Linked DNA regions of Sus scrofa: all the other regions are linked to region 1. Evidence: chromatin contacts called from public HiChIP or PLAC-seq data. All regions are on one chromosome and are shown on one strand. Each heading gives the region's core, a stretch centred on a gene start, on an enhancer-like site or on the middle of the called end of the contact. The rest is flanking DNA. Distances are from core to core; before and after follow the strand shown. Region 1 has its middle 21 kb from the start of VPS54. Region 2 has its middle 110 kb from the start of SLC1A4. Region 3 overlaps LOC102160963 (a long non-coding RNA gene). Region 4 overlaps SERTAD2 (SERTA domain-containing protein 2).

What was found. HiChIP or PLAC-seq counts read pairs in DNA pulled down with a chosen protein or histone mark.
Region 2: a contact with region 1 is called in an H3K27ac HiChIP or PLAC-seq map of alveolar macrophages. The contact joins two enhancer-like sites. A contact is called at or near these places in 5 of 47 Hi-C or Micro-C datasets (embryonic fibroblasts, epiblast stem cells, omental adipose tissue and 2 more) and 2 of 2 datasets of contacts at active chromatin or transcription factors (alveolar macrophages and skeletal muscle).
Region 3: a contact with region 1 is called in an H3K27ac HiChIP or PLAC-seq map of alveolar macrophages. The contact joins two enhancer-like sites. A contact is called at or near these places in 1 of 47 Hi-C or Micro-C datasets (embryonic fibroblasts) and 1 of 2 datasets of contacts at active chromatin or transcription factors (alveolar macrophages).
Region 4: a contact with region 1 is called in an H3K27ac HiChIP or PLAC-seq map of alveolar macrophages. The contact joins two enhancer-like sites. A contact is called at or near these places in 1 of 47 Hi-C or Micro-C datasets (embryonic fibroblasts) and 1 of 2 datasets of contacts at active chromatin or transcription factors (alveolar macrophages).

Annotation. Positions count from the first base shown.
Region 1 is chr3:77,832,434-77,838,482 of Sscrofa11.1, reverse strand. No RefSeq gene overlaps it. Among named protein-coding and RNA genes, the nearest start is that of VPS54, 21 kb to the left of the region's middle. Within about 2 kb of position 2,557, at least 5 of the 83 cell types and tissues checked have an H3K27ac peak or open chromatin away from gene starts, as enhancers often do. A contact at or near this core is called in alveolar macrophages, where this site is marked.
Region 2 is chr3:77,075,187-77,081,235 of Sscrofa11.1, reverse strand. No RefSeq gene overlaps it. Among named protein-coding and RNA genes, the nearest start is that of SLC1A4, 110 kb to the right of the region's middle. Within about 2 kb of position 3,710, at least 58 of the 83 cell types and tissues checked have an H3K27ac peak or open chromatin away from gene starts, as enhancers often do. A contact at or near this core is called in alveolar macrophages, where this site is marked.
Region 3 is chr3:77,180,153-77,186,201 of Sscrofa11.1, reverse strand. All of the region lies in intron 2 of LOC102160963 (a long non-coding RNA gene), which reads left to right. Among named protein-coding and RNA genes, the nearest start is that of SERTAD2, 9.4 kb to the left of the region's middle. Within about 2 kb of position 3,116, at least 3 of the 83 cell types and tissues checked have an H3K27ac peak or open chromatin away from gene starts, as enhancers often do. A contact at or near this core is called in alveolar macrophages, where this site is marked.
Region 4 is chr3:77,309,229-77,315,277 of Sscrofa11.1, reverse strand. It overlaps SERTAD2 (SERTA domain-containing protein 2), which reads right to left. Exons shown (of 2, transcript XM_005662514.3): 2 at 1-3,141. The coding sequence starts at 3,137. The coding sequence ends at 2,199. Among named protein-coding and RNA genes, the nearest start is that of AFTPH, 110 kb to the left of the region's middle. Within about 2 kb of position 3,282, at least 9 of the 83 cell types and tissues checked have an H3K27ac peak or open chromatin away from gene starts, as enhancers often do. A contact at or near this core is called in alveolar macrophages, where this site is marked.

The DNA of each region.
Region 1 (6,049 bases), core at 1,308-3,807:
CTGCACCTGCAGCACATGGAAGTTCCCAGGCTAGGTGGTCAATCAGAGCTGCAGCTGCAGGTCTATACCACAGCCACAGCAATGCCAGATCTGAGCCTCACTTGTTGACCTACACTGCTGCTTGTGTCAATGCCAGATCCTTAACCCACTGAGCAAAAGCCAGGGATTGAATCTGCATCTTCATGGAAACTAGTTCGGTCCTTCAGCTGCTGAGCTACAACAGGAACTCCAATAGTATACTTCTTTTAATTGCTGAGCTGTAGTCCATTGTACAGAGGTGTTATAGCTGAAGAATATTTGGTTTGTTTCTACATTTTGGCTACCATGAACATATACTTTCATTTCTCTTGGGTACATTCCAAGAGTGGGATTATTTGCTCATACAGTAGGTGTGTAACATCATAAAAACGGCCAAACTCTTCCAAAGTTTCTGCAGAATTTTCATGCCCATTAACAATGTATGAGAATTGCTTTGCATCCTAACCAGCACCTGGTATTATAAGTTTTGTTTGTAGAAGCCATTCTAGTGAGTGTGTAGTGGCATCTCATTCTGGTTTTAATTTGTATTTCCCTAATAACCAAAGATGTTATACATCTTTTAGTGTACTTATATGCTATCTGTCCTCTTTGACGAAATATCTGTTGAAAACTTTTTTCCGTAAAAAATTGGGTGGTTTGTCTCAGATAGCTTCCCTTTACTTAAATATTTTTTAAAATCACATAATTAATTTTGTACAAAAACAATAAAATTAAAATTATCCATGAATCCACAACAGGAGGTAACTATTTTTTAAATAGTGGTGTATGTACTTTCAGTCTATTATTTAAGTGTGGATTTACATTTAATATATGAACAAGTTCAGCAAGTAGTAATAAGTCGAATATTACCCCAGGTCCATTTCTATACCTTGCTCACAAAATGCTTACAATAGGAGAATAGAGGCTTCTTCAATGGAGAAATCAAATAGCCTCAGAAAATAATATTTTCATATAGTGGTATTAGATAATTGGTCAATAAAAAGGCAGCTGTACTAAATGATCACCTTAAGGAAAGCCCATTGTTTGACTTTTTCCCTTCACTCCAGCAAGGACCTTCAGTTTATTTTTTACTTGATTTTTCTCACTTAAAAAAAGAACACAGGCCCAAGGGTCACCAGGCAATTAAGACAAGCCCAAAACATCAGAGATAAGAAACAAACAGGAGTTCCCGTCATGGCGCAGTGGTTAAGGAATCCGACTAGGAACCATGAGGTTGCGGGTTCGATCCCTGCCCTTCCTCAGTGGGTTAACGATCCGGCGTTGCCGTGAGCTGTGGTGTAGGTTGCAGACGCGGCTCGGATCCCGCGTTGCTGTGGCCCTGGCGTAGGCTGGCAGCTCAGCTCCGATTAGACCCCTAGCCTGGGAACCTCCATATGCCACGGGAGCAGCCCAAGAAATGTCAAAAAAGACAGAAAAAAAAAAAAAAAAAAGAAACAAACACAAAAGGAACTTGGAGGAAACAAAGATAATATGGATACAGGAAAAAAAAAAAAGATATTTGAAAATTAAAAATATTATCACAGAAATAAAGCCCCAAAGCAGATCAGGAGGGAATATTGAAGACAAAGAAGACAAGGAGATGAAAAGTAGGATAAAAATGTAAGAGACTTAAAAAAAATCAAGCAGAAATTCCATTGTTCAGCTAGTTAGAATTCCAGAGAGGACAGAACAAATATGAAGAAGAAAAAATTATAAACAAAATCCAAAAAGCTTTATCTGATGTGAAGAAGGTGAGTCTCCAGGTTGACATAGTCCAGCCATCCAGCCTAACAAATGAAAAAAGGCCTGTAAGAATGACATGATGAAATAGTAGAGCACTGAGAATAAAATTTATAAGGGCTTCTAAAAAGGGGAAAAATGATTGCAGCAAAAGGAAGAAGAAACAATAACTTTAGGCATCTTAGTATTACTCAATTCTAGAAGTCAACTGAATATTATCTTCAACATTCTGTAGTGAAATTATGTTTAGCTAAGATTTTTTTATGTAACCACTAATACAGTGTGAGAGTAGAATAAAGACATTTTCAGAGATTCATGATCTCAAAAATTTGCTTTGGGAAATTACTATTTCAGAAGGAAATTGCTATTAGAAGGAAATTACTATTTCAGCAATTTAAGAGAGTCAACCAAGAAAGATGACAAGGAGTCCAGGAAACAGGGAGCTGACTCAGAGGATGGTGAAAGAAGTCCTAGAAGAACAATTATGCCTCAAAGTCTGGGTATTTAGCCTGATTAGATGAAGAGGACAGGGGTTTTGTTTTGTTTTGAGGAAAAAAATGGAACTGATAGATTGATGGTTTTGTGTTTGGAGATTTGGAAAAAAATATTGCTAGCCATATGAAGCTTGAAAAAAAGTCTTTATCTCTAATCATAATTGTGTAAATTCTAACTACTGAATTAATCAGAACATTTTTGCCTTGTGGCATTTTTGCCAAAAACCTTGCCATGTGACATTCAAAGATTATGATAAAATTAGTGGGAGGAGTTGTGGAAGGGAAGTGAGGGCAGAAGTTGAGTAACAGAGCTTAATCCTCAACCACCATAACAGGATGTCTTAAACTAGATCAAGAAAGAGCTGAATGAGCAAAGTACTTCAACACAAAGAGGTAAATAACAGATAAAACAGCTAGAGATTGAAAGTGGCAGTCTTTAAGAGCAGTATGGGTAAGAGATGGAGCAGAGGTCCAACTGCATCCCCACATAAGTCTTTTAGAATAATTTATTTTTTAAGAACCATGTGCCTATATTACATTGATGAAAAAAAACACAAAAACTACATTTAAAATATTTGCATAAGCTTTTCAGATAGAATTGGAGTTGATGGCCTAAAGGCTTACTTTTTAAGGTTTTTGCTATATGCTATCAAGTTGTCTCCCAGAGGTTGCTATCACTTTTACTGCCACCAGCATATATGACAATTATCAACTTCCTTACCTCTCCACTAATCTAGGTTATTTTTATCAAATATTTGCCAGTTGGATGGGGCAGAGGGGAGTTTCTAACCATTATTTGAAATACATTTTCTTTAAGGAGTCCTGCTTATGGCTGAGGCTAAATAGCATTCTCTCAGTTTGTTTCCTGTTAAATTTCTGGATTGCTGCTTGATGAAATTATTCATCTTCTATATGAGTATATGTCTTAACATTCTAGGCTTTAGATTTAGAGCAACTGCAAAAATTGCCTTCATTGTGAAGTAACAGAAAAGCTAACATATTTCAAATAGGATTATTTATTATTTAAGTGCCCAAACAAGTGCCTATTCCTAACTTTCCTATTTCTATTAATGTCCCAGTAATTTTGTACCCTTTCTTCTACATTTAGTCAGTCATCTAATTAAACAATTTGACTCTACATAGATTCTTCTACTCGTGTCCTTCCTATCCCCTCTTACCACTCAATTGTTGCTTTTGCTTTCAGGAAGATCTTGATAGATACTTCCAGATTTCCCTTCCAAAAGATTTTATATGAACCAATAGAGTAGAAGAACAACTTTGTCCTTGAACTGTTGACACTTGGTGTCAACCTTTTTGATCTTTACCAATCTAATAGGTGAAAAATAGATGATGTCTCATTTTAATTTGTATTTGTATTGCTTGTGTATGTAGCTAAAAATGTTTGATTTCTGCCTACGCCTCAGTAAACCAGCATTAGGTCACATAGACAGGCTCATTGCCTGGGGGCTCACAAAGCCAGCATTTACTTTACAGCCTTTACAATAGGAGGCAGGGAAGAAGGGGGCTGGAATGGATGTTGAAGGCATCATTTTTTTTTTCATTTACAACTTTTGGGTTTTACAAATTTCCCTATCCTAAGATTGAAATTTTACTCATTTTAACTTTTTTATTATAAAACAATTGAAATACTCAAAAGTGGAACAGAATAATGAACTTTCTGCTGTCTGTTGCACAGCTTAAAAACTAACATCTTATATTTTTATTTCATTTATCCCATGCCTCATTATTTTCCTGAAGTCTTCTAAGATAAAATCTTAGTTACTTCATTATTTCACCAATGAAAACATTAATATGTTTCTCTAACAAGTAAGGATATTTAATGTATAACATATATACATTAAAACTTATGGCTCAGTTAATTTTCACAAATTGAAAACATTCATGTAACTACATCTCATGTCAAGAAATAGAACATTACCAGGAATTCCCATTGTGGCTCAGCGGAGAACCCAACTAGTGGCCGTGAGAATGCTGGTTTGATCCCTGGGCTTGCTCAGTGGGTTAAGGATCTGGTGTTGCCCATGAGTCACGGTGTAGGTCTCAGATATGGCTTGGATCTGGCGTGGCTGTGGCTGTGGCTGTGGTACAGGCTGGCAGCTTTAGCTCCAACTTGACGCCTAGCCTGGGAACTTCCACATGCCACAGTTTCAGGCTTTAAAGTCAAAAAAAAAGGTGGGGGGGGGGAAGGAAAGGAAAGGAAAGTAAGGAATAGAATATTACCAATACTCCACAAATCCCCTTTTTTGTCTTTTCCAGATTACTACTGTACAGGAGGAAAAAGTTTTCCTTGACTCTCTGGAGGTCCCTGGCTGGGTGTGACAATTAAATTGGCAGAGACAGATTTATAGGAGAAAAGCACACAGATGTATTTAACATACATTTTACATGACATGGGAGCCCCCATAAGGAAGTGAAGATCTGGAGAAACAGACCTGAGTACCCTCCGCTAGCATCCATGAGGAGGGGCAGTCAGGGAGGGAGAGCACAGGCTAAGGAGTGTGAGGTGATGTCGTAAACCAGGGTTGTTGTGTGTGGGGGGGGTGGGACTTACAAGCCTCTTAGGATTCTTCTCGGTGACCTTTTGTCTTTGGAAATAAGGATGGCACTTTCCTCCAGGTAGAGGGAGGGCACCTCTCACATGAGAGCTTTACGACCTGTTTCAGAGGAGAAGGATGGGAAGAGGGGTGAGTAGGGAAAGATCAGAGTGACCTCTCTTGTCTTCTTACTCTTCTCAATCCTTTGGTTTAAAATAGGATTTCATTGCATGAAAATTTCATAGGTTTTTAACCATTATATTGATGGATGTTTGGAGAGTTTCCAGCTTTTGGCTATTGCAAAAAGTGCTGCCGTGATGATTCTTTTACAAGTCTTTCTGCACATATGTCTACGTTTTTCTTGTGTGTATACCTAGGAGGACCATCACTGGATGATAGGGTACGCTTATATTGTTTTAGTAGATTCTTTCACTTTTCTAAAATGTTTGTACCAAGTTATAGTCCCATGAGCAGTTTATGAGAATTATAGTTGTTCCACATCTCCATCAACACTTGGCATTGTCAGTTGTTACAAGTTGAGTTCCTTGGGAAGTAGACTCTGAAAATGAAGTTATCATGCAGGGACTTTATTAGGATTGACACCTATAGAAGGGAAAGGGATTTGGCAGGATTGGACAGGAGGAGGAGTTAGGCTCTGATGCAGTTTCAACCAGAGACTCATCTGATCCCACAGACAGCCATGCTTTGGAGCCACTGTGATAGCCTCTGCTCTGCCACCATGGTTGCTTGGTTCCTATGTCTATTAGATCAGCAATGGAGGCTGACTGAATCAACCAGTGAGTCATTTTGTCTCCTGGCTGTTTAGGTGCTCTGGGTGGGTGCATCCATGCAATCCTCATACCTACTTTATCCCACTCCTATATGGCCTTTCTACCCCAGACCATTCGTCCCTGATCTTCCAATTTTCCTTCTTCCAGGCCCCGACCAGTTGACCAGCCCTTTGTTACCGCTCGTGACTCTATGCATATTCTAACCTCCAGCCTCCTTCTCTTTCCACGTGAAGTGGATGACAAGTACAATGATATGAGTATTTATTAAAGCACTTCGTCCGTGGTTCTCCATGTCCAGGCTATATACCCCAGGCCAATTACATAAAAACCTTTGGGAATGGGACCCAGATAGCAGCATTTATTTAAAATTTTCCAGGTTGTTCCACTGTTCATTCAAGATTAAGAATCACTGCTCAGGTGTTCAGCTTTCTACTAAACTTGAAAGACAGTG
Region 2 (6,049 bases), core at 2,461-4,960, 760 kb after region 1:
TCCCAAAAAAAGCCAAAAAAAAAAAAAAAAAAGGATATACAAAGGAAATACAGTACGACCACATATTTTAAAAAAAAGTAACCCTTATTAATGAGAGGAGAGACTGTACATTTGTCTCTATAAAGACTTAATGCATCTCTTAATGGCCAAAATTAATACAAAATAAATTCCACTATTTAATTACATTTCTGGAAGAACACTAAAAGGGCTATAGGTCATAACCATTTCAGCCCATCTCAGAAGCCCAGTCCTCCAAGCCCAGTTCTCTATGTCCTATGAGCTGCTCCAGAGTCTTGAATGTGCTGCAGTTCGAATACTCTACTGAACTCTAGTCCACAAAGCTTTGCCCTACTCTGTACATCATCTCATTCAGTTGCATCCCTTTATTATGCAGCTCAATTTAGCTTTGCTCAGCAAATAATAATTCTTCCTTTCTCCAGAAGAGAGAAGTGAGGGGAAAACAAATAGGCAAATTTAGGATTTTCTTCAGTGGCAGGAGGAAGAAGGCTGGTAAGATACTCTGATATTAGTGATTGTAGCCCATGTAAAAACATGTATCTGCAGGCATAGAAAATAGTATGGGAAAAATACACAAAAATGATATCGGAGTATCACTTGGGGGTGGTAAAACTAATAGCTGATTTTTTTTCCTCTCTCTATACTTTTTGTCTGAATTTCTTTTTATAGAGCATGTTCTAGTTTTATATTCAGAAAGCTCTTTCTTTCTTTTAACAAGAATCCTTCATGCTGTGGCATATTTCTTTTCATTTTTTTTTTTCCGAGATCTAGCAAAGGATAAAGAGAAGTGAGACACTGACTGAATCCATTCTCAATACAAGATGATTTCTCTTTTTTCTTTAATTTTAGAACTTTAAAAAAGTAACCCCCTTCACATATTACGAGAAATATGGAAAAAAAAAAACAACATTCCTTAGTAGGTTTATAAATTTTACCCATAACATGCTACTGTGTAGAGTCATTTAAGATAAAGCAGGGAATTTCTGTTGTGGCTTAGCGGGTTAAGGACCTGACATAGTGTCCATAAGGATGAGGGTTCGATCCCTGGCCTTGATCAGTGGGGTTAAGGATTTGGTCTTGCCACACGATTGTAGGTTGCAGATGCAGATCCATTTTGACCCCTAGTCCAGGAACTTGCATAGGCTGCAGGTACGGCTGTAAAAAAGAAAAAAATAAAACAAAGCAGGCTGAGCCTGCGGTGCAACAGCCTGGCTTGTCCTGAGGGCCAAGGGCAGTCTCTCCACTGCCTGGGGTGGGAGTAGAGATAGGGACACTGGCCTCCCTCAGCAGCTGCCCCTGTGAACTCCCCTTCTCCAAACAGAAGCTGACCCCTGCAGCCTGGTCATTTGGTGTTGGTGACTCCAGGCTGCCACGGTGGAGTTTCCAGAGCCCCTTGTAAAAGCCTCCACAGGGTCTGAGTGACGTTGTGTGGGAAGCCACACACGAACTCTCCCCTCTGCAGACTTTCTGTGTGAGAACTCTGGAGTCTGAGCAGGGTAAAAACAACCCTGCTGCCACCTTTCCTCTTCCTGCCCAGGTCCATTCTCGGCTCCTCTGCCACCTCCCCTGGATCCTCTCTGGCCAGCTCAGTTTCTGTTTCTGGGCCAGGCAGGGAAAAAGCATTTGGCTCAGCCCCTTATTTGTCAGGAGTCCAACATTGCCAGGGGTCTCGCCTGGTTTCAAGAATTTCCCAGTGCCTTGCCTTGCTCTGTAGTCAAGTTTCTAGCCAGGATTTCTTGGCTCTGAGAAAGACTCAGTGCCTGTTGGAGTCTTCTAGGCCTGTGTTGCATTTGCAGCCACCTGGCTCTGACTGGGCGACAGTTCGGCCCTCCTGGGTCAGCCCATCTCCTTCTGCTTGGCCGGCAGAGGAGGCCCTTTGTGTCGTTTGTCCTGGGGCTTGGGAGGGAGGAGGCTCCAAGTTTCTGTCCCCAGCCCTCTGTCCTGGGTTTACCGCAGCTTCAGCCCAGACTCAGGGGTGTCACTGCCTTCCAAAAGCAAGCAGTTCCTGCCTATCTGGCAAAGACAAGAATGTCAAACCTGAACAGCCCCAGCCCCTGTTTCTAAGTCAGACCTATTATACCTGTTCAGTACCTGGGCCTCTCCTGCTAGAAATTTCCAGCTGTTCTGATCTTTCGCATAAGGGCTTGGCAAGGCTGAAAGGTCTGGAAGCGAATGAATTCTGAAAGCCTGAAGAACACCAGGCCTGGGTTGGTGGGTGCCTCTCCCCCTCCCTGCTTAAGGACCCTCTCTCAGACTCCCCCTCATGTCCTACCTTTGGATTCACCTGAGGCAGAGGGCCTGAAGGGGTGCTGGGCCCTGGAGTCCAAGTTCCAGGGGAAAAGAGAGCAGTTTACCATGTGACACTGTGCCCCAGCAAGGGGCCTGAGGGTTGGATGCCCAGTATGGAGAAAGGGTGTGAGCCAAGGCTGCAGGTTCCGGGAGCCAACTTGAGAGCCTGTTTAGGACTTGGACATACAAGTGTAGAACTCAGGTGCCCCCATATGCCCTCATCATCATAGGTGACCCATGCCCTGCCTTGGTGTGAGAAAGCTGTGATTGTTAAAATAATGCATCCTTGAAGTTCTCATTGTGGTTCATCGGTTACGAACCTGACATAGTGTCCATGAGGATGAGTGTTTGATCCCTGGCGTAGCTCAGTGGGTTAAGGATCTGGCATTGCTGCAAACTGTGGCGTAGGTTGCAGATGCTGTTTGGATCTGGCATCGCTGTGGCTGTGGCATAGGCCAGCAGCTGTGGCTCCAATTTGACCCCTAGCCTGGGAACTTGCATATACCACAGGTGTGGCTGTAAAAAGAAAAAAAAAAAGTAATGCATCCTTGACAAAACTTCCTTTCTCTTCGTTCAGACTATAATGTATTTCCCGAGCTCTCCTTTGTTTTTGTTTTTGTTTTAAAGGTACCAGGATCAAAAATATACAGGTAAATACTTGAGTATTTGTAGCTTGTGTTCAGTAACTGGCAGGAGTGTAGAGAAGGAAAAAGGCATTGTTACTGAGGGTTTGCGCTTGACACTTCTTCCACTCTAGTACACGTACAGGAGATAAAGTAGGTAGTTGGAAGGATGCCCTGCCTGTGCTCCATCCTTCCAGCCCAGCATATATTTCCCGGCTCTCTTCCCCCAAGGTTGCTGAACCCCCCCCCCCCCCCAGCTGACTTCTGCCTTGGGAGTGAGGAGCTGCAGGGAATGTCCAGACTGGGGTGTATTGGTAAGTTGTGTTAGGCTTTTCCTTTGAACCCAGGCTATTCCCTGGACGGTGGGCGGAACCCAATAGTGGAGCTGCAGTTCTCCTCTGGGGCCGCGAGGGTAGTTGACAGGTCCCAATGACTGGATTTTGGCTGTCCTCTGGCTAATACAAGAGGACGTGCACACCCTTCGCCCAGTTGGGTCCTTACACCACCCCACTCCGAGGTGGACAGGGACCACCTCGCATAAGGAAATCGAGGCTCAGAGATTCCACGACTGCCCCCTTTCAGCCAGTTAAAGACCCCGCAAACGCAAGCGTCCTGTCTCCCGGGCTGAGGATCCGTCCTGACTTGGCCCTCTGGGTGTCGCGTTCTGCACGGCTCATCTGCGCCGCTCATCAGTCCCCTGGCACAGCCTTGGCTTCCCCCGCTCGGGAGAGAGAGCGGGTGTTTCTGGGCTGGGCCGGGCGGCACAGCACGCAGGGCACGGAGAGCACAGGCTGGGAGCTGGAGCCGAGGGCGGGCTCGCAGCCGGGCTGGCCTTCGCTCCGGGTGCCCCAGCTCCCGCCCGCGGGGTGGCGCCGGGAGGGCCCCGCGGCTCCCGGCGGAGGCTCGGGCCACCGCCATTGGACGCTGAGCCCCGGGTCGGGAGGGGGCGCGGGCCCAGGCGTCAGGTTACTCTGCCCAAGCGGCCGTGGGGGAGGGGCGGCTGCGGCAGCTGGCCAGGGGGTGTGGGGGCGGGGGCCTCGGGCGGAAGGACCCCCCTCCCCCCAGGACAGGCCCCATTCTTGGCCTTAAAGGGAAACCATGACCGCGCTTGTATCCAACTCCTGTAACAAACATTTGTGAAAACTCATTACGTGTCAGGTGCTGTGCTGGACTTGGGTGCGTGTAAAGTGGCATTGCTGGGGTTCTGCCCAAACTTGCCTCTAACTGAGGAAATAAATCCACACGGAAGAAGAACGCTGAAGACACCAGGAAGTAGATGATAAGGCCTGAGAAAACATGAGTAACCAAAAGTTATACGGGTTCCTGGAAAAGGAAGTCTCTCTCCTCCCCCATCCTCGGCGTAATCTGGAAAGCTGCCGCAAAGAGGCCAGGTGTGGCTGCCTTGGCACCTCCCCCAGGGAAGGGGGACCTGCCAATGGTGAGGGAGAGCCATCCCATCATGCCTCGCAGCCACTGGCCTCAGAACCATCCCCTTCTGACGCTGTCGAATGTCCCCTACCCACTCCCACTGCAGCCTGCAAGCCTGCCCTGTCTTCCCAAGAGCTCCCACTGCCTCTAGTCTCCATCTGCTCCAAGGCTAAAGCCTTCCTCCTGAAGGCTGGTCTGGCCCTCGAGGACACTGCCGGTCCACAGCCCTCTTCAACGAAGTTCTTTTCTCCTCAGGCCATGCTTTAGGACTGGAGATGACTCCTCACTCACCAGTGAAGCTTCCAATCTGCTGCTTCGCCATCTCCCTTCAAAAACCCAGCTCCGGAGTTCCCGTCGTGGCGCAGTGGTTAACGAATCCAACTAGGAACCATGAGGTTGCAGGTTCGATCCCTGGCCACGCTCAGTGGGTTAAGGATCTGGCATTGCCGTGAGCTGTGGTGTAGGTTGCAGACACGGCTCAGATCCTGAGTTGCTGTGGCTCTGGTGTAGACCAGCAGCTACAGCTCTGATTTGACCCCTAGCCTGGGAACCTCCATATGCCATGGGAGCAGCCCTAGAAAAGGCAAAAAGACAAAAACAAAAAAAACCCCAGCTCCTTGGAGTTTTCTGGTGGCTCAGCTGGTTTAAGATCCAGTGTTGTCACTGCTGTGGCTTTCATCCCTGCTGTGGCATTGGTTCTGTCTCTGGCCTGGGAACTTCCACATGCCACAGCTGTGGCCAAAAACAAACAAAAAGAAACAAAAAACCCAGCTCCTTTGAAATACGTGTCAATAATAAGGTGACACCACTTCTAGTTAGTGTCACCTTATGCTACTGGTCACTTCCTCTATCCTGTAGTGATTTCAGTACTGGGTTCTTTCTCCTCCACTGTCATCATTCTTGGGGACTTCAACATCAATGTTTATGATCTTGGCCCTAGTAATACATTTTCTGTCCCACCCTAGCCTCACCATCACACCCTAGACCTGGGAATCATGAATGTCTACATCTTCTCTAAAATCCCAGATTCAAATATCCCACTACCTGCCAGCCTGCTAACTCATTTACTCACTCTGGTTCTTCCACTAGCTCTCCTGCCTGAGACCTCCAATCCATTGCTGTATTGTTTCCTGACTATCTCCCCTCAGGTCTTCACTTAGTCAGCTGAGAGTCCACGATCCAGCATGGGAAATCTCCCTTGCAAACACTCTTAACTCCTAACACCAGTCTCTCTCCATCATAATCACCTGGCGAAAACCCAACTGTGGTTAAATCAAACTGTTTACTTCACACCTGCAACCAAGCAGTTTGCACACTGCTGAAGAAAACTGCCCAGCTACTCTCAATGGACTCACATCAAATTTATGTGCATACATTTCCAAAGGGATTTGAACTGCTGGGCAATCCTACTACCATTTCTTAGAAAATCCCTTTTCCGCTGTCTCCATAGTGCAGCAATTTCTTTCTCCTCTTCTGCATATTTTCAACCCCCCCCTTCACTGTCAGTCTGATCTCGGACTATACTTCATAGAGAAAATAGGTACAGACAGACCAACTGCCTGCTCTTCCTCCCACCAAAGCCACTAGAATGCTTGCACTCTGTGTTCCCTCCGCCCATCTGTGGCCAAGCCCTCCATCTATGTCCTGGGCCTCTTCCCCTTTCACCAGCACAAGCATTCCCTTTCTTTCAT
Region 3 (6,049 bases), core at 1,867-4,366, 650 kb after region 1:
AATAGGGGATTAATATCTAGAATACTCTAGGAATCCCTGCAAAACAAAAAATTCCTGTTTATTTTCCAGGGGAAAAATAGCCAAATATGACAGGCAAATTTACAGAAGGGAAGCTTGAGAGACTAATAAGCAGATGAAGTAGAACAAGTAGATATTGTACAACATGGGGGATATAGCAAATATTTTATAATAACTATAAATGAAACATAGCCTTTAAAAATTGTAAATCACTGTATTGTACACTTGCAATTTACATAATATTGTATATCAACTATACTTAAATTAAAAAAAAAAGATGAAGAGATATACAACCCTCCTTGTAATCAGATAAATGCATATTAAAACAAGACACTACATCCCTTAAATAGGCAAAAATGTGAAAGTCGGGAAATACCAAGTGTTGTCTAGGATGCGGACGAAGCATGCATGAACTCTCATGCATTGCTGTTGGGAGTTAAGTTCCCCAGCACAGTCGTTTTGGAGTTACCCTGGAAATAAGTAATGAAATATAGCATATGTTTTTCTGGTAGCCCAGCAGTTACACCCATAGGAATACACACCTCTAAGAAACTCCTGCACAAGTCCATGAGAGGGCACAACTGAGGATAATCATCACAGCAGCTCTTGAAGTAGCAGCGTATTATAGGTAAACTTAGTATGTATTACCTGTACAATACAAAAGGTAGATAAAGTGTAGCAGATGCTGTGGAATAACATGCAGCTTTTGGAAGTAATGCACTAAGTGTACATCTTGCAACATGGGTAAATAAATCTTTTAAATATTTTATAAGTGAAAAAGGGTGAGAAACAACAGGATGGCCTTAAGTTCCAGGCATTGGTATGTCTTTCATTAGAAGGTGCATCAATGTTTTTCATTTCTTCTCTTAGCTGGGGCACTTTGAGGGAAGGATAAGAAAGGTGCTACCACGACTCACTTCTGACTCAACTATTTCCTTCCAGTTGTCACATGAAATTGTGGCAGTTTTCATGCAGGCCCCCCCACAGTTTCTCCCACATGGTGTCTCCTTTCACCTCTCTGCTCCCCCACGTATGTTTAATATACATTTATCTGCTTCTAAGTTTCCTTCCCAGGCTGGGTGGGAGAGGAGTGATGGCCCTTGAGGAGTGGGCCACAGTCAGAGTTGTAGAATACAACTTTGCCACTGTGTTACCCATTTCCAAGTTAGGAACACCCAAACATTACTGGATTTTAAAAAGCTTGAGGAGGGAGTTTCTGTCGTGGCTCAGTGGTTAACGAACCCGACTAGTATCCATGAGGATGCAGGTTTGATCCCTGGCCTTGCTCAGTGGGTTAAGGATCCAGCATTGCCATGAGCTGTGGTGTAGGTCACCAAACAGCAGCTCAGATCCCAAGTTGCTGTGGCTGTGGCGTAGGCCGGCGGCTACAGCTCTATTTGGACCCCTAGCCGGGGAACCTCCATATGCTGCAGATGTTGCCCTAAAAAGACAAAAAACAGAAAAAAAGTTAAAAATAAAAAGCTTGAGGAGTTCCTGCTGTGATGCAGGGGGCTAAGGATCCAGATTTGCCTTTGCAGCAGCTCAGGTCTCTGCTGAGATGCTGTTTCTATCCCGGCCCATCACAGTGGGTTAAGGATCTGGTCTTGCCACAGCTGTGGCATAGGTTGCAGCTGCAGCTCAGATTCAGTCCCCGGCCTGAGTACTTCCATATGTCGCAAGTGCAGCCAAAAAAGAAATAAAAATAAAAACACTGACCTAAAAATGTGTTTGCTTATGTTTTTATATACCTCCTAGTGTGCTGTCATTGCTAATAATAAACATAAGGATGAAACAACAGTAGTAACTGTAGTATTAGCTTTGTGTCAATAGCGGTAGATACAAAAGCCTTTTAAAGTTGATGGAGAGACAGGAGATGGAAAAAGACAATGAGCTGTAGAGATTTAGGTTAGATAGCAGTAATAGCTCCCTGAAATCAGGGTTGACAAACAAGTGAAGGAGTTACCAGAAGGTTTGGGGATAGATAGGTAATTTTCCAAAAATATTTAGGGGTTTTCTAACCTAAAGACGGGAATGGATGCAATGACTCTTGAAGTTTCTCCCAGCCCTCTCAGGTTATGAATCTCCCCCAACGTGTGCATTTTGGAAACGCAATTGATCACCACAAAAGTACACTGAGAATAGCCCCTGTTTGGGTTATACTGCCTAAAAGCCTATCTATGCCCAAAGCTTTCCTTTTCTTTTTCTTTTTTTTTTTTTTAATGGCCACACTGCTGCAGAAGTTAGGAACTTCCTAGGCGAGGTACTGAACCCTCACCTTCACAGTGACTAGAACCACTGCAGTCAGATTCTTAACCCACTGTGGGAGTTCTCACAGTGGGAACTCCCTAAATCTTCCCTTAATGGCTCATTACCACCATATGAAGTTCTAACACTTAGTAATGGCTATGATTTCATGGCCTTCAGGGAGCTTCCCTGAGCCCAGGTTGGAAGCTCCACAGGCAGAGAGTACAGGAAGCCCAGCGGCCCACACTTCTTCCTAGCAGACTGAGCAACAGCTGCAGGCTTCTCTCTGACTGGCTCTGGGTCCCTGATTTCTGCAGAAGCAGAATGTGATCTGGCAGAGATGATCGTCTGCAGGATTGCATATCTCAGGACTCCTATTTACGGTCTGTAACACTCATCACAGTATTGGGACATTAATGTTAGCTCACATCTATTACCTAAACCTAACCCTAAAAAGGCTAATGATTTATCCATCTGTAGTTTCTGTACCTCCTAGGAGCTGTGTAATCCAATCATTCCATATTTGTTCAACCATTACTTTGCCGGGGTCTAGGGAGTCTTGGGAGATGAATTCAGAAAAGTAGATTGACCCCAGATTATAGAACCTTAAATGCCTGACCTAGTGTTTCAATCCATAGGATAAGGCAACAGGGAGCCTTTCAAGGTGTTTGAGAACTGGAATAGCATGACGAAAAGGGTGTTTTAAATTTAACTGAGCAAACACTTACTGAGGAAAAGGACAGCTATCAAGGCCCTGCTATAGGAGAGTACTATGGTAACCCAAGGGGAAGAAAGTCCTTGCCTTCAAGGAATTTATAGTCCTTCTGTTTTTGTTTTTAATGAGGGGGCAGTATTCAGTGTGGTTTTTCTGCATTTCCTCTACCCCAGCCTGTTCCCTCAGGGTATAGAAATTGCACAGCAAAGATTTAGAGAGTAGAGTCATCTCTTAACTTCCAGGTTTCAAAATGGGCTTTCGAACTCACAGCAGAGACAAGTTTTAGAAAAAAAGGCTTGGGTTTCCATGAGCTACAAGACAACATAAATGATAGATATGAAACTATAATGTTTAGGGCCTGAAAAAAGTGCTATTAAATGTTTTCCCTTTCTTCCACAGTCTCTCTCTCTCAACTTGCCAGGTTTTTTAAAAAATGTTATTTAATGTTATTCTAAGTAAGCAAAAATCAAAATTATTAGCCCGAATTTTATTATTTTTCTATTGTGAAATATCAGGGGTTTTTTTGGTTTTGTTTTTGCCACACCTATGGCATATGGAAATTCCTGGGCCAGGGATTGAATCTGAGCTGCAGCTGAGACCTGCTTCAGGCTGTGGCAATGCTGGATCTTTTAACCCACTGCGCCAGGCATGGGATCAAACCCGTGATTCTTCAATGAACCCCGTGGTTACAGTCGGATCCTTAACCCACTGTGCCACAGCAGGAACTCCCAAAATAGCAGTTTTAAATGCAAATATCAGCGCATTTAACTTATGAGCAGAATCACTAAAAATATCTAATTCATATTTTGTAACTAGTAGGTGATTATATATTTCCTTCTTACCAGAACAGTGGAAATGCTGCACAAAACTAATTCAGCTGTTTTTTTTTTTAATCTCACTATTATTTATTTATTTATTTTGGCTACACTCATAGGATGTGGAATTTCCCAGGCCAGGGATCGAACCCTGCCTTCAACTTACTGATGTCTAAGCACTGAATGGAAAAGGAACTATGGGGTGCCTGGTTTTTTTTGTTTTTTTTTGTTTTTGTTTTTGTTTTTGTCTTTTTAGGGCTGCACCCCCGGCATATGGAGGTTCCCACGCTAGGGGTCAAACTGGAACTATAGCTGCCAGCCTACGCCGCAGCCACAGCAACACTAGATCCTTAACCCACTGAACACGGCCAGGGATGAAACCCACAACTTCATGGTTCCTAGTCGGATTTGTTTCTGCTGCACCATGACTGGAACTCTTAGGGTGCCCTGTATTTCCCTTCCCTTCTATATCTTCATGTTCAGCATATGTGATTGGCTAATACAAGGAGTATCAAAAGTAAAAAAGGATATAAGTTTCCTTAACTGTTCCTGTCTTTAGAATACCATTGCCCTTTTCCTGTCTTCAAAACAAGTCCTGGTTTGAATGGAAGGCAAGAACTCTCAGGGCTGTCAGCACCCACACTTATTCAGTCAAAGATGAAACACTGCTCCCATCTTGCTGAGCTCCCAAGCATGTGGGACAACCAGAATTCTGTGCTCATGGGGCAACAAGAACAGCAGCCATACACCACATGCATATGTCCTCCGCTCATGCCCCGCTGGACTTCGCATGCAAAACATAGGTTCAAAAATAAAATCAAGGGAGTTCCTGTCGTGGCGCAGTGGTAACACACCTGACTAGTATCCCTGAGGACTCGGGTTCGGTCCCTGGTCTCACTCAGTGGATTAGGGATCTGGCATTGCCATGACCTTTGGTGTAGGTCATAGACGTGGCTCAGATCTGGCATTGCTATGGCTGTGGCGCAGCCAGTGGCTACAGCTCCGATTCAACCCCTAGCCTGGGAACCTCCATATGCCCATGGGTGTAGCACTAAAAAGACAAAAAATAAAAAACACTAATCATCACCTGAGCCTTGAGCAAGTTGTGATTTCTTTGCTAATGTAGGATCTTGCCCTGATGTTGATGGGTGGTGGCTGCTGAAGGCTGGGGTGACTGACAATTTCTTAGAATAAGGCAATGAGAGTTCCCATTGTGGCGCAGCGGAAACGAATCTGACTAGGAACCATGAGGTTGCAGATTTAATCCCTGGCCTCACTCCGTGGGTTAAGAATCTGGCATTGCTCTGGCTGTGATGTGGGCTGGCAGCTCCGATTGGACCCCTAGCCTGGGAACCTCTGTATGCCCCGGATAGGGCCCTAAAAAGCAAAAACAACAACAACAACAAAAACCAAAAACCAAAAAAAAAAAAAAAAAAAAAAAAGAGTAAGGCAATGAAGTTTGCCAGATCAATTGATTCTACCTTTCACAATTTCTCTGCAGCCTGTTTAGTAGAGTTTTACCCATGGTAGAACTTCTTTCAAAATTGGACTTAATCCTCTCAAACCCTGCTGCTGCCTTTATCTACTAGGTTTACGTAATATTTTAAATCCTCTGTTGTCATTTCACCAATCTTCACAGCATCTTCACCAGGAGTAGATTCCATCTCAAGAAGCCAGTTTCTGGAGTTCCCATTGTGGCACAGTGGTTCACGGATCCCACTAGGAACCATGAGGTTGAGGGTTCGATCCCTGCCCTTGCTCAGTGGGTTGAGGACCCGGCATTGCCGTGAGCTGTGGTGTAGGTTGCAGACACGGCTCGGATCCCATGTTGCTGTGGCTCTGGCGCAGGCCGGAGGCTACAGCTCCGATTTGACCCCTATCCTGGGAACCTCCATATGTTTCAGGAGCAGCCCTAGAAAAGACAAACAACAACAACAACAACAAAAAAAAACAACCAGTTTCTTTGCTCATCCCTAAAAAACAACTCCTCATCTGTTAAAGTTTCCTCATGACATTACAGCAATTCAGTCACATCTTCAGGCTTCACGTCTAAGTCTAGTTTTCCTGCTGTTTTCACTGCACTTCTTCCACTGAAGTCTTGAACTCCTCAAAGTCAACCATGAGAGTTGAAATCAACTTCTTCAAAATTCTTGCTGATATTTTGACCTCTTCCCATGAATCACAAATGTTATTAATGGCATCTAGAATCATGAATCCTTTTCAGAAGGTTTTCTTTTTTCTTTTTCTTTTTTTTTTC
Region 4 (6,049 bases), core at 2,033-4,532, 520 kb after region 1:
CATGGTCCCCGATCCTGCTGAAGGGAATGACATGTCTGCAGTAGTGAGAGGTGTCTGGAGGAGGGTGCCTGCAGGAGACAAGTGCAATTTGATCAGCTTCTCACTGCTCTACTGAGTTGATAATTAGCCTTAAACACACACGCGCACACACACACACACACACACACACACACACACTCAAGTGTGTGTGTGGGGGGGAGTATATCAGAATGTAGAAAGATTTAATCATATCATACACAAATCTTTTGCTTAGATGAGCAGTTCCTTCATCACAAATGTATTTGCTTTGCCATGTGCATTATAAAAATAAACTATCTATGGCTTGTTTAAAGTGCCATTTTATAAAGCTGTCTTTTTTAATTGGCCAGAGAGACTCAATTTTATCCATGGCAAGAAGTGAGCAGAACTGGTGACTGAATATTGACAAATGACCAACAACAAAGACAACAACAAAACAACACAAATCCCATAATTTAAAAATTCTTAAATAAATATAAAAGTTATCCCTAAAGAAGCCATCTGCATTTCAACAATATAGGTTGTAACCAGCTAAAGTACCATTGGAAGAAAGAAAAAACTGCAACGGAAAGGCCATAAGCCATTTCGGCAACAAGCATGATACATTGCAAACGTTTTAAAATTAAATGTACACCGCTAGGATTAAAAAGCTAGTTCTCAAGTGTCCTGGCAGGGAGAGGATGGCGAGGGGAAGGGGTGGAACATGCATAGAAAGTCCTGTCTCTGTATTTGGATAAAACAGCCATGTAAAGTGTAGTTAAAGCAGTTGATTCAAGAAAGCAACTGGATTGGAAGCTGTGATGGAATGGGACTAACTCCAGGTTCAAGAGCCATGGGTGTGGACAGAGTGCATCCTAGGCTGGGCCAAGGAGAGCCGGGCTCACTGGGGATCATGAGGATGCCATTTTCAGCACTTAGCAACAGAGGGAAGGAAAGCTCCAGGGAAGGCAAGCTGGAGAAGACGACGAGCAACATGATGGATGCCTTCCTGGGCGTGGGGGCGGGGAAGGGTTTCCTCCTGACGAGTCCTAAGCTTTGCAACCGGGTGTTAGTTCCATGAAGAGGTCGGTTGCTTTTTGCAAATTCATGTGTAAATTTCAGGTCATCACAAAAATTATGCCCAAAAGGAAAGAGCTGGGGTTTTGTTTGTTTAAAAAAATAAAAACAAGTAAAAGCACAGACTTGGCATAAATACAGTGAGTACGTGGTAGCCGTCCCCTCCGGAGAGAGGGCTAAAGAGAACCATCACTTAAACCCCGAGCTCCATGGCCACCTCCCGCCAACTGCTTAATGCAAGTTTGATGAGAGTGGCTCTGGCTTTGGAAGTCACAGTGCTGGCGGGTGTTCATGCCAGGGGGTCGGTGCTTGTGAAATCTGGGTGTGATATCGCCTGGCCCTTCTTAAAGCGGTGTGTGTGGGGGCGTGTGTGTGGGGGGGTGTTTGCATTTGGGGACATCAACTGCGGATTGATTTGATCCAATTTTCTCTTTGCACCAAACACATATAAAACATTACAACTCTATAAAAGTACAAGTGCAACTTGTACATCTGAAGTTTGCAGGAACTATGTGAGCAAATCCTATCAAAATAGCTATCTCATATGTATAAACAGCATTTGTTTTTAGAAAAACAATATCATAAACTGCGGAATCTGTACAAAAATATAAAATAAATTTGGGCAGCAGTTTCTAAACAGCCATGTAAATGCAACACTTACGAGGAGTAGTTAATGCCTCTAAAAAGGCTGAATTGCCAAGTCAACCTATACAGGGCGAAAATGCCAGAAAAGGTACTGAGATTATCTAAATAATATATATATATTTTCTTTTTTTACCTCTTGCAATAAAACTTATAGAAAAAATAGACAAATATGCACATGCAATTTACAACTTTTCCAACTTATTCCTTGTGCTTCACTTGAACTGTTTATTTTTGTCATTCAATATAGCGACATTGTCTTCAAATGTATTCTTTCCTATTCCCGGGTAGTAGGTCTCCGAGGAACCACTCAAAAGAGCATATTAAAAAGTGGTCATACGTGGATGAAGGCACTCCAACTCTGCTCAAAGCAAAAACTAGTGTGATCCTTTTGTAGAATGTTTCTTTTCTTGGAAAAAGGCAAGCAAGGGTGCATGCACAGTGCGGAGAGCTGTCGGGGTGCAGGGGCGCGGCCGCGGGGCTCAGGACCCGACCAGCACCTCCATGATATGGTCCAGCTCTGTGAGGTCCATCTTGAAAGGCTGGCTCGGGGTGACTGGCTGGCTGCTGTAGGGTGCCAGCGTCTTGAGGAGGTCGTCCGCCGACACCGGGGCCATTTTCGAGGATGTCCCCGATGCGGACGTGCAGGGGTCAAAGTCGTACATGGATGTGTCGATGTCGGCAAACAGGATGTCGTCCAGGGTCAAGTCCGTCAGGAACCCCGTGGACGTGGTGATCTCGAAGTTGCCGGGCAGGGAGTCCATCAGTTTGGGGTCGTCGGGCCGGGAGTCCCCCTCGGGTCTCTGAGCGCCGGCCCCACCGGAGCCCCCTTTCGAGCCGTCCGTCGCGGCCTCCGCGGAGGTAGGTGTGGGACAGAGCTCCTCGATCTCGTCCAGGGCGGAGGAGAAGCTGTCCTTTTCCGGCGGGAGGGCAGGAGGCGCGAGTCGGGCGGGGGCCACGGGCGGCGCGGCGGGGGAAGTGCAAAAAGTGTCATCGTAGTCCTCAAGCAGCGAGGCAGGGGTGAGGCAGGCCTCTAGGGGCGCGGGGCCGCCCAGCTCGCAGGGGGGCGCGGGCGGGGCCGCGGGGGCGCTGAAGGCAGGCGGTGCCTCCCGGGAGCCAGCGCCCAAGCCGGCGCCCCTCGGGTCAGGCGGTGAGGAGGCGGGGAACGCGGGCCTCAGGCTGCCTTCCTGCTTCAGCTCCTCCTGGATCCGCCGCAGCATGTTGTTGATGAGCACAGTCTTTTGCAAGCTGGGCTCTGTGAGGGGCCTGTGGTTGTAGAGTTTCATAAGGGAAATGTTGAAGATAGTCTGGCGCTGTAAGGTGTAAGACACCTTGGACGGACCGTCGGAGGGGGACACGATTTTGCCTTCCAGCCCATCTTCATGCTCATCAAACTTCCGTTTTCCTCCTTTCCCCAACATATATCTGCCAAGGAGAGAAGAAAGAGATGGAATCAATCCCACAAAAACTCATTTTCACCATCAACAAGACGCTGATTCAGAGGTCGGGACTTGGACTCGGGTTCCCTGCCCAGGGCTGGTTACAACAGACGAATTCATTGGGAAATCTACCTTTGTGTGCCGGTGGAGCAATTTTTATCACTCGGTAGTCTGTTGAATGTTATTTCTTGAGAAATGTGTACTGCACAGCCAAGTTACTCGTTACCATGGAAACCGTGATTTTGACTTTCTCCGCTGCTGCGCTTGCATTTGCTTGCCTGTGGTTACCATGCAGGTTCAACTTCCCACCCCAGGTTTATTTTTAAAGACCAAGAAAATACTTACAATGCCATGACCTATACACATAAAGGCATCATGGACTACAGCTTTAACACACCCGGCATGATAAAAAGAACCCAGTTGGAGAAAGGGGAACATGTACAATTTTGGTAGAACTGCCTGTACTTTCAAAACGCCTTTTCCTTCCTTGTAATGCATAGAGCCTTTTGGCTGTTTGGTGACATGGCAAAGCACTTGGGCTGTGTTAAATGGCCACAGTGATTGGGCTGCCACTGCTTTTCAGTCTAGAATCCAGGAGAGAAATGTGTATTTCCAGCCCAAGTTTTCCTGTGGCTCAATGTCATTACATACAGTCATGTCTGAGTGCAGCTGGACTAATTTAAAAGAAATTTGCTCTGATTATAAGCATTGCTGTTTGGGTACTCGAGACAGTTCCTAACAAAATACCTACAGTGATTCCAGAGATACATACGGATTTCAAAGAAACAAAGACCTCTTTTTTTTTTTTTTTCTTTAAACCTTTTTGAACACCCAGCAGCACATGGAGTTCCCAGGCCACAGATCAGATCTGAGCCGCAGTTGTGACCAATACTGCAGCTGTGGCAAGGGGCGGGGGGATCCTTTAACCCAATGTGCCAGGCTGGGAATCGAACCTGTGTCCTGATGCTGCAAGAGACCCTGCTGATCCCACGGCACCACAGCAGGAACTCCAACGACTTTCTTTTCTCAACTTTGAGAATTCAGGGATGGGCTGGATTTTAACTCCTGCCCACCTCACCTGACACTCACAGCCTTGGTGGCCTCCTGGGGTCCTCTGGCCTGAGTGAGGACACCCCTAGCTGCCTGTACCTTCTGGAGAGTGGCTGTTCCTCTCTGAACTTCTATTATCTAAACAGAGCAATCACAAGTCCACTGGCTTTTGCCTCAGAGACCTCACTTTCTAACCATTTAGTCAACAAAGCGATCTGTATGTCATTCAGACTGGGAGACAGTTCTAATTAGGCCAGGCCTGTGCTTGCTCCCTCAGCTCCTCTACAACCCTTACCCACAGGCGCGCGTGTTAACACTCTCCTCAAGGACACTCACTCCTTGTGATATTGTCACACACAAGAAAGTGATTTGTGGGAGTTCCCTTTGGGGCTCAGCGGTTAACAAATCCAACTAGGATCCATGAGGTTGCGGGTTCGATCCCTGGCCTCGCTCAGTGGGTTAAGGATCCGGTGTTGCTGTGAGCTGTGGTGTAGGTCGCAGATGAGGCACGGATCCCGAGTTGTTGTGGCTGTGGCGTAAGCTGTCGGCTGTAACTCTGATTCGACTCCTAGCCTGGGAACTACCATATGCCGAGGATGTGGCCCTAGAAAGCAAAAAAAAAGAGAGAGAGAGAGAGAAAGCGCTTTGTAGTTATCTAGTTTCCTTGTAAAGGCGATCCGCCTTTTTCTGAATTGCCTCATTCGATCCTTTAACTCATACCGCATCCATGCTGTCTTGGACACTCTGCCACAAAGTGGGTAGTCCTGCAGGGAAATAAAACCTGGTCTTCGAGGGGCTCAACATCTCCTATGCCTCATTATCATTCAGAATTATGAGTCTCATCCTAAAGGAATAAGGCCGACCATAATAAAACATAGAACCTCCTTCCAAGGCTTTGTGAAAGGCCATACTGTCCCTCCAGGCAGACAGACAGACAGTGGACACGGAGCCTGGCACACAAGTCCGACTTGGGGTGACTGCCTTTGTGCCTCAGTCTCCAGGAGAGAAGATAGAAGACAGCTGCAGCCCACCAAGGTGAGAATCAGCTTGAGACTTCTGTTAACACTCAGAAAGAATGTGGCGTTACTTGTAGGAAACACTTCCCCTCATTTTGTAAACATTAAGAAAATGGCTGTCAGTCACCAGGACCAAAGACCAATCCCATAATTAACTGTTCTCTGAGGCAAGGAAGGTATGATAGTAACAACTCGCTTATCTAACGCTTCACATGACAGAAACATTTCCTATTGTTCAGTGCTAAAAGTCTCATTTGTATATACACTTTGCATACGACACTTCCTATCGAAAGTATCTGCCTGCGTTTAAAACTGAGTGTGAATCAGAGGAGGCGATTTCATTTCACGTTACAAAACACTTTCTACTTTATGCATCAGAAGTCTTACCAGACAACTGTGTTTTGAAACAGATAACTGTATTCACAATTATACAATGTGCATTTGCTTACAATTTAAGCATTTAAATGTCACTTCAAGAAATACTCCATTTTTACCAAAGAGCTCATCAAATGCATTTAATCATCATTTAAAGCTTCAATATAATCTATATAATGTTTATGCTATAATATGAATGTATCCATACATCCAAACATGTGTGAGAGTACATGTGCCCCCCCCCCAAAATAGTGTTTCTCAAAGTGTAGTCCATAGATGGAGCCAATCTGTAAACGGTTACTAGTTCTGGAGTCCCTGCTCTGGCAAAACCTGATTGGTGGTGTCTCTGCAGCACCAGGATACAGGTTTGCACCTTGGCCAGGCACAGTGGGATGAAGGATCCCAGGCAGGTCACAATTTTGACTTGTCTCTGGCCTGGGAACTCCATGTGCC